Linked DNA regions of Anser cygnoides: region 1 is linked to region 2. A link is a contact called in public Hi-C data. All regions are on one chromosome and are shown on one strand. The core of a region is the stretch at or near the end of the contact, and the rest is flanking DNA. Distances in the headings are between cores, read along the strand shown. Region 1 holds the start of LOC106047511. Region 2 overlaps LOC106047520 (Krueppel-like factor 5).

What was found. Hi-C and Micro-C count contacts between places; a contact is called where the count stands out from the background.
Region 1: a contact with region 2 is called in a Hi-C map of liver, with 3 times the contacts expected there. The contact joins the promoter of LOC106047511 here to the enhancer-like site in region 2. A contact is called at or near these places in 4 of 7 Hi-C or Micro-C datasets (granulosa cells and liver).

What each region holds. Positions count from the first base shown.
Region 1 is chr13:6,099,326-6,104,129 of Taihu_goose_T2T_genome, forward strand. It overlaps LOC106047511, which reads right to left and starts at 3,520. Exons shown (of 4, transcript XM_048070750.2): 1 at 3,287-3,520; 2 at 1,426-1,536; 3 at 1-34. The coding sequence starts at 3,433. LOC106047512 (centrin-2) reads right to left here. Exons shown (of 5, transcript XM_067005213.1): 5 at 4,268-4,804.
Region 2 is chr13:5,940,069-5,944,536 of Taihu_goose_T2T_genome, forward strand. LOC106047520 (Krueppel-like factor 5) reads left to right here. Exons shown (of 5, transcript XM_048070710.2): 5 at 1,751-4,468. The coding sequence ends at 1,929. Among named protein-coding and RNA genes, the nearest start is that of KLF8, 27 kb to the left of the region's middle. Within about 2 kb of position 1,868, at least 2 of the 3 cell types and tissues checked have open chromatin away from gene starts, as enhancers often do. A contact at or near this core is called in liver, where this site is marked.

The sequences.
Region 1 (4,804 bases), core at 2,270-4,769, 160 kb after region 2:
CTTTCAGGATCTCCTTTTCTGAATATGGCTCTGCCTTATCAAGGAAATGAAAATGTCATCATGCAAGCATGACATCTTACTGCTCTACAATCCCCAGTCAGACACTTTACACAGCAAACATTTAGAATCAAATCCAAGACATCATTTTGAGGAAAAAAGGGTGATAGAAGAGGGTTATTTATCACTGCTGTTTCACCTTTGCTTTTTTTTTTTTCCCTGGTGTTATTGTGCATTAAAGGAAAATTTCCAAGAAAAATTGTCGGAACAGCATGGAGATTTGGCCTGGAATATCCCGACAAAGCTTTGTCAGGAAGAGAGGGATTAGCAATGCTACTGGAAGAGGAAGCAGCTGCCAAGAAAGACCCAATGGCTACAGCTAGATTTTATTTAAAAAGAAAGCCAGGCCTACGCTGGCTGTGACTGCCCTTAGTCACCTCACACACAGACACTACATACAGAAGCCTGCAGTTAGGTGTGAGCTTTGACCAAACTCCAAAGCATTACTACGGGGAAAATGTGGATCTTCACTTAGCTCTTAGCCCAAGCCCAAGCATACACACCCTGGCAACTATGATAGCATGGACACAGGAATGGCAACGCCTGCTGTGCCCCAGTCACCTCCCCAGGCACCCCACAAAGCCTTGCAATGAAAACACAAGGATGAGAGAGGCAGAACCAGGCACACTGGTGCTCTTTGAGAACAGCCTCTACATGCAGCCAGGCATTAGAGGGTACAGAGGGGTCTGAGCCACAGGCATCCCAGGTGTGTGATGCAGTCTAGGGAACGTGAAGCAAAAGGCTGATATCGAACGGCAGCTCGGAGGACACTCCACAAGCAGGAGGTGCTGGCAACAGCAGTGGGCACTGAGGAATGATTTCTCTACAGATGGCAAAATTTTCGTGTTCATCCAAGGTGTGGCATTTGCTCCCTGCTGTCTTGATTTTAAGAAGATCGAGAACTGCGTGACTATAAACGCAGATGGAAATTCCACATGCAAAGGTTTAAGGAAGGGAAAATGGGGGCTGCACCAATTCCTGTTACGCTCGTCTCTGCTATGGTTTGAACATTAACAGCAGGACTCCTTCCTGGAGGTTTCTGGGTCCTTCGGTTCTGCAGGGAAAACCCCTGGCACTGTGTGTGTCAGCGCACTCAAGGCTGGGGAGGAGCTGCCTGCTGAAATGCAGCTGTCTCTACCCGAAGTGGACTTTCTGCGCCCTCTACAGTTCGCAGAAAAAGGCAGGAGGGGTAAAGACAACTCACCCTGGGGCAGGTATCTAAAACAGTTCAGCTGAAACTCCTGACTCTCCCCTGCAGGGAACCAGAGTTACCCAATCTACTGTGAGTACCTGCATTGTAAAGTTAGGCAAGAGGAATTTCAGTCTTTTCGACCAGCTGGGCTCACACACCATTTTCTGAGCCATCACCTGCAGAAACGACTCAAAATTTATCTTCCCTGACCCTTCCTCATCAACTTGAGAGATAATTCTCTTCATCTCCTCTTTCCTCAGTTCACAGCCCAGGGCCCTCATGGTTATCTGCCGAAAGAGAAAACAGACCCATGTCTGTGTACAAATCAAACAGAAACAAAGAGGGAAAGATGTCTGAAACAAGCAGGTACATGCAAATTGAGGGGAAAAAACAAAACAAAACAAAACTTTTTGCCACATTGGAAATCATATGCAAAGATAACCGTACAAACAGCTTGTCATTGTGCAGACATCAGAGCAGAGCTCCCCCGGGTCTTCTGACTTTGCAGTGAACCTGGGCCCATGGCAACAGGCTGTACACGTTCATGCGGCTATCCTTGATAACTTACCCAATTAAGAAGTTGCAAAAACCCCCAGACCAGTTCCGGATGCTCACTTTTGCCCTTATATTGCAATTTATTAACCCAAAGACATATTTATCAAGCCAAACAGAAAAAGGAGTTGCTTAAATCAGCCTACTGAAAATAACCCTCCTTGGAATGTGAAGGTTATCTCAACTCTTACAGATTCAGGTTGTGACTTTTCAAGGCACAGTCTCTGATAGCAATTCCTGCTTGCTGCATGAACACCCTCCACCACTTCCATCATCTCCTTTTTGCTCCCCTGCCACTAAGCACTGCATTCCCCTCCACTGCAACAGTGCCAAATTAATATATACTTACTTACATATGAATATATATGTATATATTTATATTATGGTTATTCTTAACCTGGAACACTTTTCCTATGCAATTCCCTCTCTGCTTCCACAGTTTGCTCTGACAACTGTGCATAGGGCAGACACAGCAACAAAAAGAAGCGGGCAGGATCTGTGCTAACTAACCCAGCTTTCAGCACCTCTGTGCAGACACAAGCTGGGTCAACTCCCTTCTCCATGTGAGAAGGAAGGAGCTGTGCGCAAGGTATGTGAGGGGCAGAGCAGGAGAGGGGCGTAGAGAACACAGAGCAAGCTATTCATCCACTGTTGTGTCCCTAGAGAACAGTGTTCTGTAGCTGTCTAATGTCAGTACTACGAGGTTGTGGAAAATTAGCAGGGAAGAGCCGCAGGCGAGGGCCAAGGAAAAGGAAGGCTTCGGTCCCTCCTAAGAATACCTGGCTGAAGCGTTGGCACAACGCTTACTTCACTGCTGGCTGCGTGACAAACCCGAGCTCCAGCAGCAATGTCTGAGAGCACAGTAAGCGGTCCAAAAGCAATAGGTGGCAAACACTAATTGCTCTGTAACAGCTCCACAACAGGTGGAGCTTGTAAATGATTAGCCCTATTTGCAACAGTTCTGTTTACCGCCTGTCATTTTTGTTTGACTACTGTAATTCAAGTTCCAAGTGCAAGCTCGGTCACAAAGCAAGCGTGTCATTCCTCCCAGCCAGAGGGGACCCAGGCTGCCGATCCAGGTTGCTCGGACTGCAAACACATCCCTGAGAGCAGCAGACCGAACGCCCTTCAGCTACACAAGATGTTTGGCGTCCCTTGTAAGGGCTGTTGGAGGGCAGGGCGTGTTGGGATGTTAAGAGACCTTTCCTTGCGTGTCCAATAGCAAATTGATGTTCCTCCCTGACTTGGTGGGGAAGGGAAGAAAGCCAGGATCAGGCACACACAAACCCTCACTGGTTTGGACTGAGTTCAGTCAGCAGCTGACAGGCTCTGCATCCTGGTATGAACTCCCGCTGCAGGCACAGTATGACCACAGTAACGATCACTTTCCCTTTGTGATATGGGTTCTAAGGCTCGGGGCAGAGGCACCGCGGGGAGGAGCCGCCAGCCTTCCCTGCCCGCGCCCCGTCTCCCCCAGCCCCTTGCCTTCAGGCCCCTGACGTCCATCTGCCCCGAGCCGTCCGCATCGAACAAGTCGAAGGCCTCCCGCAGCTGCAGCCGCTGCTGGTCGCTGAGGGGGAACGCGGGGCCTGGGGCAGCCCCGCTCCCAGCCGCTGCCTCCCCGGGCGCCATGGAGGGACCCCCGGCCCCCTGAGGCCTTCTGAGGGCAGGCCCCGCCCGGCGCCATGGGAACCGCGCTTCTCAGCTGTGGGGCGCAGGATGGGCGCCCCTCGGTTTTTGAGATTTGTTTCAAATGCTCACCCTGTGCCCCAGGTTTACTCCCACAAACACCCAAACGGGCGCTCCTTGGTTCTCATGATTTGTTTGAAACGCTCACCCCGTTCCCGAGGTTTGCTCCTACAAACACACAAAATCCTTTCATGGTTGTCAGCAACGAAATTGGTCTGAAATCCCCATTAGTGTCCTGTGCATAAAATTCAGGTGTAGCGAGGCCTTCAAAACAGCACTGCCCCTACCCTGCCTGGAGAGCTGAAGCTTTGGGGCAAGGCAAGCGCAAATGCTGACAGAAAATGACCCACATCTGCTTTTTTGGAGGAGAAGCATTACAGCACAACCATCAGCACTGAACTGTATATTGAGCTGCAGCTGTTAGGTAAAATAAATGAGTTTAAGGTGAGGAGGCAGGTTTCTGCTTTCAGGATTTAACAAAACCATAAATCGTTGCAGCAGCAACAGAAGGTCACTGAGAGATTGAGGTAGATTGGATAAAGGACTAAAAAAATGCACAGAAAGCAGCATCGGCCTTGATGATAAACTGACCTCGGCTGATAAATTAAATTATCAGAGCTTTTGATGTCCCACTTATCATTCATGTTTTCATGTGTATGTCTTATTCTTCACCACACGGGGGACATGAGACAGCAAGAATCCCCTCCCTTTGTCCAGTATAAACCATTTTTTTAAATGACAGATAAAGGCCAAAAAGGAAACCAACACGATATAAGCCAAATTCAATTATCATTTATTTTCATGCTGAGTTCAGCCTTAGATTTTTTTTCCCCCCACATTTATGAACTGTGGAGGTAAGCTGAATGTTCAGCACTTGGAAAAGGGCAGAAAAGCAAAGGAACGCTGACTGAAAAGCAAAGGAATAAATTGGATTTTGAGTCAGAAAGATATTCATATTTCTACAGAGGAGGAATCCATCCTTCCCTCGTCTGAGAGTGAGGACGAAAGGCACCAGAGAAATTACTGGTATCTTTAACAAACAGAAGTAGCAGAAGGGCATGGGAGCTTGTTTTCTTCCAACACAAGGCAGGAGCCATCCTTTAATTATGCTCTTACCTTAGATGCCACTTCAAAGCCAGAACAGAGCGTAGTTTGTCTCTGTAGACAAGTGTTCAGTAACTAGGGCCCTTCTGAAGACTTAGAAGTTGAAACTCCTTGAGTACCTTTAAGAATCATTTTGTTATTTGCCCATACATCAGAGTGAATGTTGTACCAGTGAAGTTGTGTCTTTGTATATTTCTTTCCACAACTCTG
Region 2 (4,468 bases), core at 618-3,117:
AACTTGGGCGCTTTTTGAACCCAATAAAGTGCAGTTGTTTGTCCGTGTTTCCCAGTAACGCGGCTGGAAACGCGAGCGTGGTTGCCTTCTTGCAGCTCACCTGCTACACGAGGGGGGGGACCTGAGCAGCCAGGACAGCTGCTGCTGCTGCTGGTGGGGCCAAAAGATGGGAATCCAGAGCTTTGGGTTCCCATCTGCACAACCCCAGGGGTGGCACCGGTGAGCTCGGCGGGGCTGTGTTCCGTTTTTGGGGTCTCCTGTTCTGTTTTTGACTGCGAGACCTCAAACACAGCTGGCACCCATCCCACCTCTTGCTGCCCACCGGGCTCCCAGCCAGGAGGGGTTCAGGGCGCCCACGGGACCCAAGCTTGGCATCGGCCAGGTCTCTGCTTGTGGTTTGCCCGTTGCTGTGGGCTGGGCTGTATTCATCTCCTGGAGACACCATTCATTTCCTGGGTGCCATTGTGAGATTAAATATATAACCCGGCGGCTCCCCGCCCCCCGGGGCTGGGAATGCCAGCCTGGGCCCTTTGTTTGAGCTTGCCCTGCCGTGCTGTCCTGGGAGATGGAGCCAGCTCGCGGGACAATGGAAAGCATTTTCCCTCCGTCCTGGAGCTCAACCTGTTATTGTTTGAAGCTAAAGGGCCTTGGTGGGGCTGACCCAGCCGGGTCACCTGGCTGGGACAATGTGGCTGCACAGAGCAAATCCCACCTTCGCCTTAGCACGCCGGCACAATTGCCGGCAGCCCCCTCGCCCCCCAGCCTGCCATTAGATACAACTGCAAGCACTGCAGTTACCCCCCTGACATAAAACCGCAGTGCTTTTTGCCCCACGGCACACAGCATTTTGGGGAGCAGGATGCGGTCTCGGTGCCCCATCTCCTCCAGGTCCGCGGCTGCACTTCCGACCTTGCAGTGTTTCCTCTGGTGCGTGCCGGATGCCGCTGCTCTTGCCCTGGCCGTGTGTTTTCTGTTTCCCGGCCAAATCCACAGCCTGTCTGGCGGCGGGGCGGGGGCAGGAACGGCCGCTCAGCCGTGAGCGTGCCGGAGCACCGCGCACATGCCGGTGCATGCATGCTGCGTGCGTACGTGCCTTCATGCCGCGATGGTGCGCTCAGCAATTGGCCGATGAAACGGTAAATATTTGAGGTCGGGAAAGTCAGCACATTCCCTGAACTCTGCCTGCTTGTTCAGGCTGTTAAGAGCGAGGGCTAATATTTGAGAGCACCACACCCAGGCAGGGAGAGGGCTGCAGCCAGGGTTCAGCGCGGCGGCTGGGAGCTGCAGGCGGGCATGGGCTTCTCCAGCCCGGTTCCCAGCTGGCGGAGGGGTTGCACAATTCCATTGATTTTGTTCTGCTGGGGAATAGGTGTGCGGGGAGGAGGCATGACATCAGCCCGATCATGGTGATGTCGTGCAAACACAATGTCCTGCCTGCAGCCAGCTGCCGCAGGGCAGGGAGGCGGCTGCAGGGAGATGCGAGGCTCCCGGGAGCCCCTTTTTCCTCTTGATGCACCCTGATCCCATATCAACGGCGAAAAGAGCCATCTGGGGCTTTTTAGGCTGAAAAAAAAAAAAAAAAAAGAGCTCTGGGAGATTTTTATGCCAAAATGCCCTCAAAGAGGGCCTCCTGTGGCAGTGCCCCTTGGTAGTGCAGAGCACCAGCATGGGGCAGGGGATGGGCGCAGGGTGGGTGGGTGGCTGTGGTGTCCCCCATGGGTGCCCGGTGACCTGTGTCTCTTCCCCGCAGGCGAGAAGCCCTACAAGTGCACCTGGGAAGGCTGCGACTGGCGCTTCGCCCGCTCTGACGAGCTGACCCGGCACTACCGCAAGCACACGGGTGCCAAACCCTTCAAGTGCATGGCCTGCGGCCGGTGCTTCTCCCGCTCCGACCACCTGGCCCTCCACATGAAGCGGCACCAGAACTAGGGGCCACCTCCATCGCCACGTCTCCGAGAGCAGCTGGGGACTCTTCTCCGAGGGGACCTCTCCTCCACTTGTACATAGGAACAACCCCACGCTGTGATCAACCGGCATGGCAGCGGGCAAGCCCTGTCCCCGCTGTTCCTGGTTTTAAAAGAAATCTCATTAAAAAGAATGATAATTAGACTGATCTTGCAATGAGGCTCCCTGCAGCACTGGGGCGATGGGCCTTGGATGGCAAAGGGCTTTCTTCCAGCAAACCTGCTATTTATTTGTCATTTGGGAGCAGCTGTCCTTCGCGTCTCGAGCTCGTGGGGACATTTTACCCCTCTTGGGTAGTGCCTCTGGGGAGCCCGAGGAGGGCTGGGATGGGCTGGTGGGCCTGGGAGGTGCCACCATTGGTGACACCCTCTTGGACTGCCCCATGTCATGGCTGTGGATGGCACTGGTGACGTGCAGTGGCCCAGGGCTGCTTGGGTTGACAACCCCAGTGTCTCTGGGGGCATGGAAGAAAGTATGAAGTACTGACCTGACGTGCCTTCAAGCAAGGGACGGCGCAGAAGTGGGTGACAAAAGCTCTGTCCCTTCGAACCCACGTGTGGTTTGCTGGCTACCAGCTCGCTTGGGGCTGTGAGTGTCTGCCCTGCTCGGCCAGGTTTTCTGGTTGTGTCCTTAGCATTTCCACTTCCAACATGAAATGTGACTCCAGGGGACTCTGGGAGGACCAGGGTGGGTCTTGGAGCAGAAAACCCACCCGTAAGCCCTGGCTTCCCGGAACATGCCGTGCCTTTTCTCCAGCAGGCAGGTTCTGCCCCTGCCTTGACCACGCACACGAAGACCCAGTTGTTGCCAATCACGCCGATTGCGCGCTGTCACCGTTTCACCAAGTTCAGACAGAAAGGGAAGAGGAAAAAAAAAAACCCAAGAGTCTTTGAAACAAATTCCAATAAATCCTGCTGTTCAGACTGTGGTCGTGTTACCTACCTCACCGGCTCCCTGCCCCGGGCTCTGCAAGGCACCGTCCTCCTCTTCCTTGGGTGCTGTGATGCATGGGGCACATCAGCTCCTCTTCAAAGCCTACCAGGGGTGAAGCATGGGCAGAACAAGGACCAGGCCATGCCAGTTTAACCAGCAGCCATGGAGGTAATAAATAAATCAGGAACAAATAAATGGGCCCGGTGTGTTCAACAGAATATTGATTTCCACCCCCCCCCCCAGCTCGTCTTTTGTTCTTCCGTGAACAAATTGAAGGGACGTGTGGATGGATGTGCCTCCTTGCCAGGAACCAAACCGCAGCATCTTCAGGCAGTGGAAATGTGAAGGAAAGGGCCCCAGCTGCAGGTTAGCCAAAATCCGCGGCCGGGTTCCTGGTGGCCCTTTGCTTTCGATGAATGAAGCTGGTCCCACCTGCGGCGCACGCAGCTGGTCTGCCGTGCCAGGAGGAAGAGGTTGCAGCTTTTGGGATGATGTGGCCAGGACTGGCAGTGGTGAGGTCTTTGTGTGAACACAGCTTCATCCTCCTCCCGTCCCGTGGTACCCAGCAGGTAGGGATGGAGGGGTGAAGCGCACCCCGACGCACTGAATTGGCGGGTGACTTGCCATGTCAGTGAGTGGAGAAGGCTTCCCAGACCTCGGTGCTGAGGCTGGGAACGGGCTCGTCCCCTCTCCACCTTGTAGGCTGTGGGGTCTCTGCCTGCACTGGGGTCTGGGAGGAGCACTGTTTTCCCCTCTAGCTTCTATTTGGAGACCCACAGAGCAGGGTCAGGGTGGAGGGGGAAGTCCTTGCCTATGGAAACCCCCCTCCGGCGCAAACACGGCCGTGTTTCTCCTTTCTCAGGTGGGTTGAGCTCACCACAAAGGAATCCAGGGTAGTGCAGGAGATGCCCCAGCCAGCCGCTGCCGGTGTCTGCAGGCTCGGTGGGGCTGGTGGGAACCCAACACCGCTGTGCTGGGACCTGCCAGCACCCACCCCGCTGCCGGCACCCGTCCAGTCCTGTCCTCATCCCCCTGCTGCGCGCTGTGACCGCCAGCCTCCAGGCGAGGCTGAACCTCCCAGCAGGATGATCCCAACGGCAGGGCATGGGGTCGACCCAGTCACCTCATGTGCCCTCCCAGAGGGGTTTCATTGCCTCCCCTTTTATTTTGGGGAGAGAAACCTGCAGCCACCGCCACTTCCAGTTCTTGGGGCACAAAACCCATTTGCTGGCAAAGAGCAAAAGCCAAACCAAGCAACAGGCAGCTTTAAGTCTTAGGGGAATTTGGAATAATTTTCCTGATGATCCTGTCCTTTTATTTTTTATTTTTTAACTACAGAAAAAAATGCACCTGCTCATCCTCACATAGATATACATATATATATATTTGTTGTATTTGAGATTATTTTGATGGGGGGATGGCAGGGGAAGAAGTGTCTTAACTAAAACCCCACCCCTGCGCAGCTCTGCACCTCTGGTCCGCATGCAAAATGCTTCCATGCAAATGTTTTACTAGCGCAAAGACAACACTTAACAACAAAAAAAGACTCCACAGCAATGCCTCGGCTTCT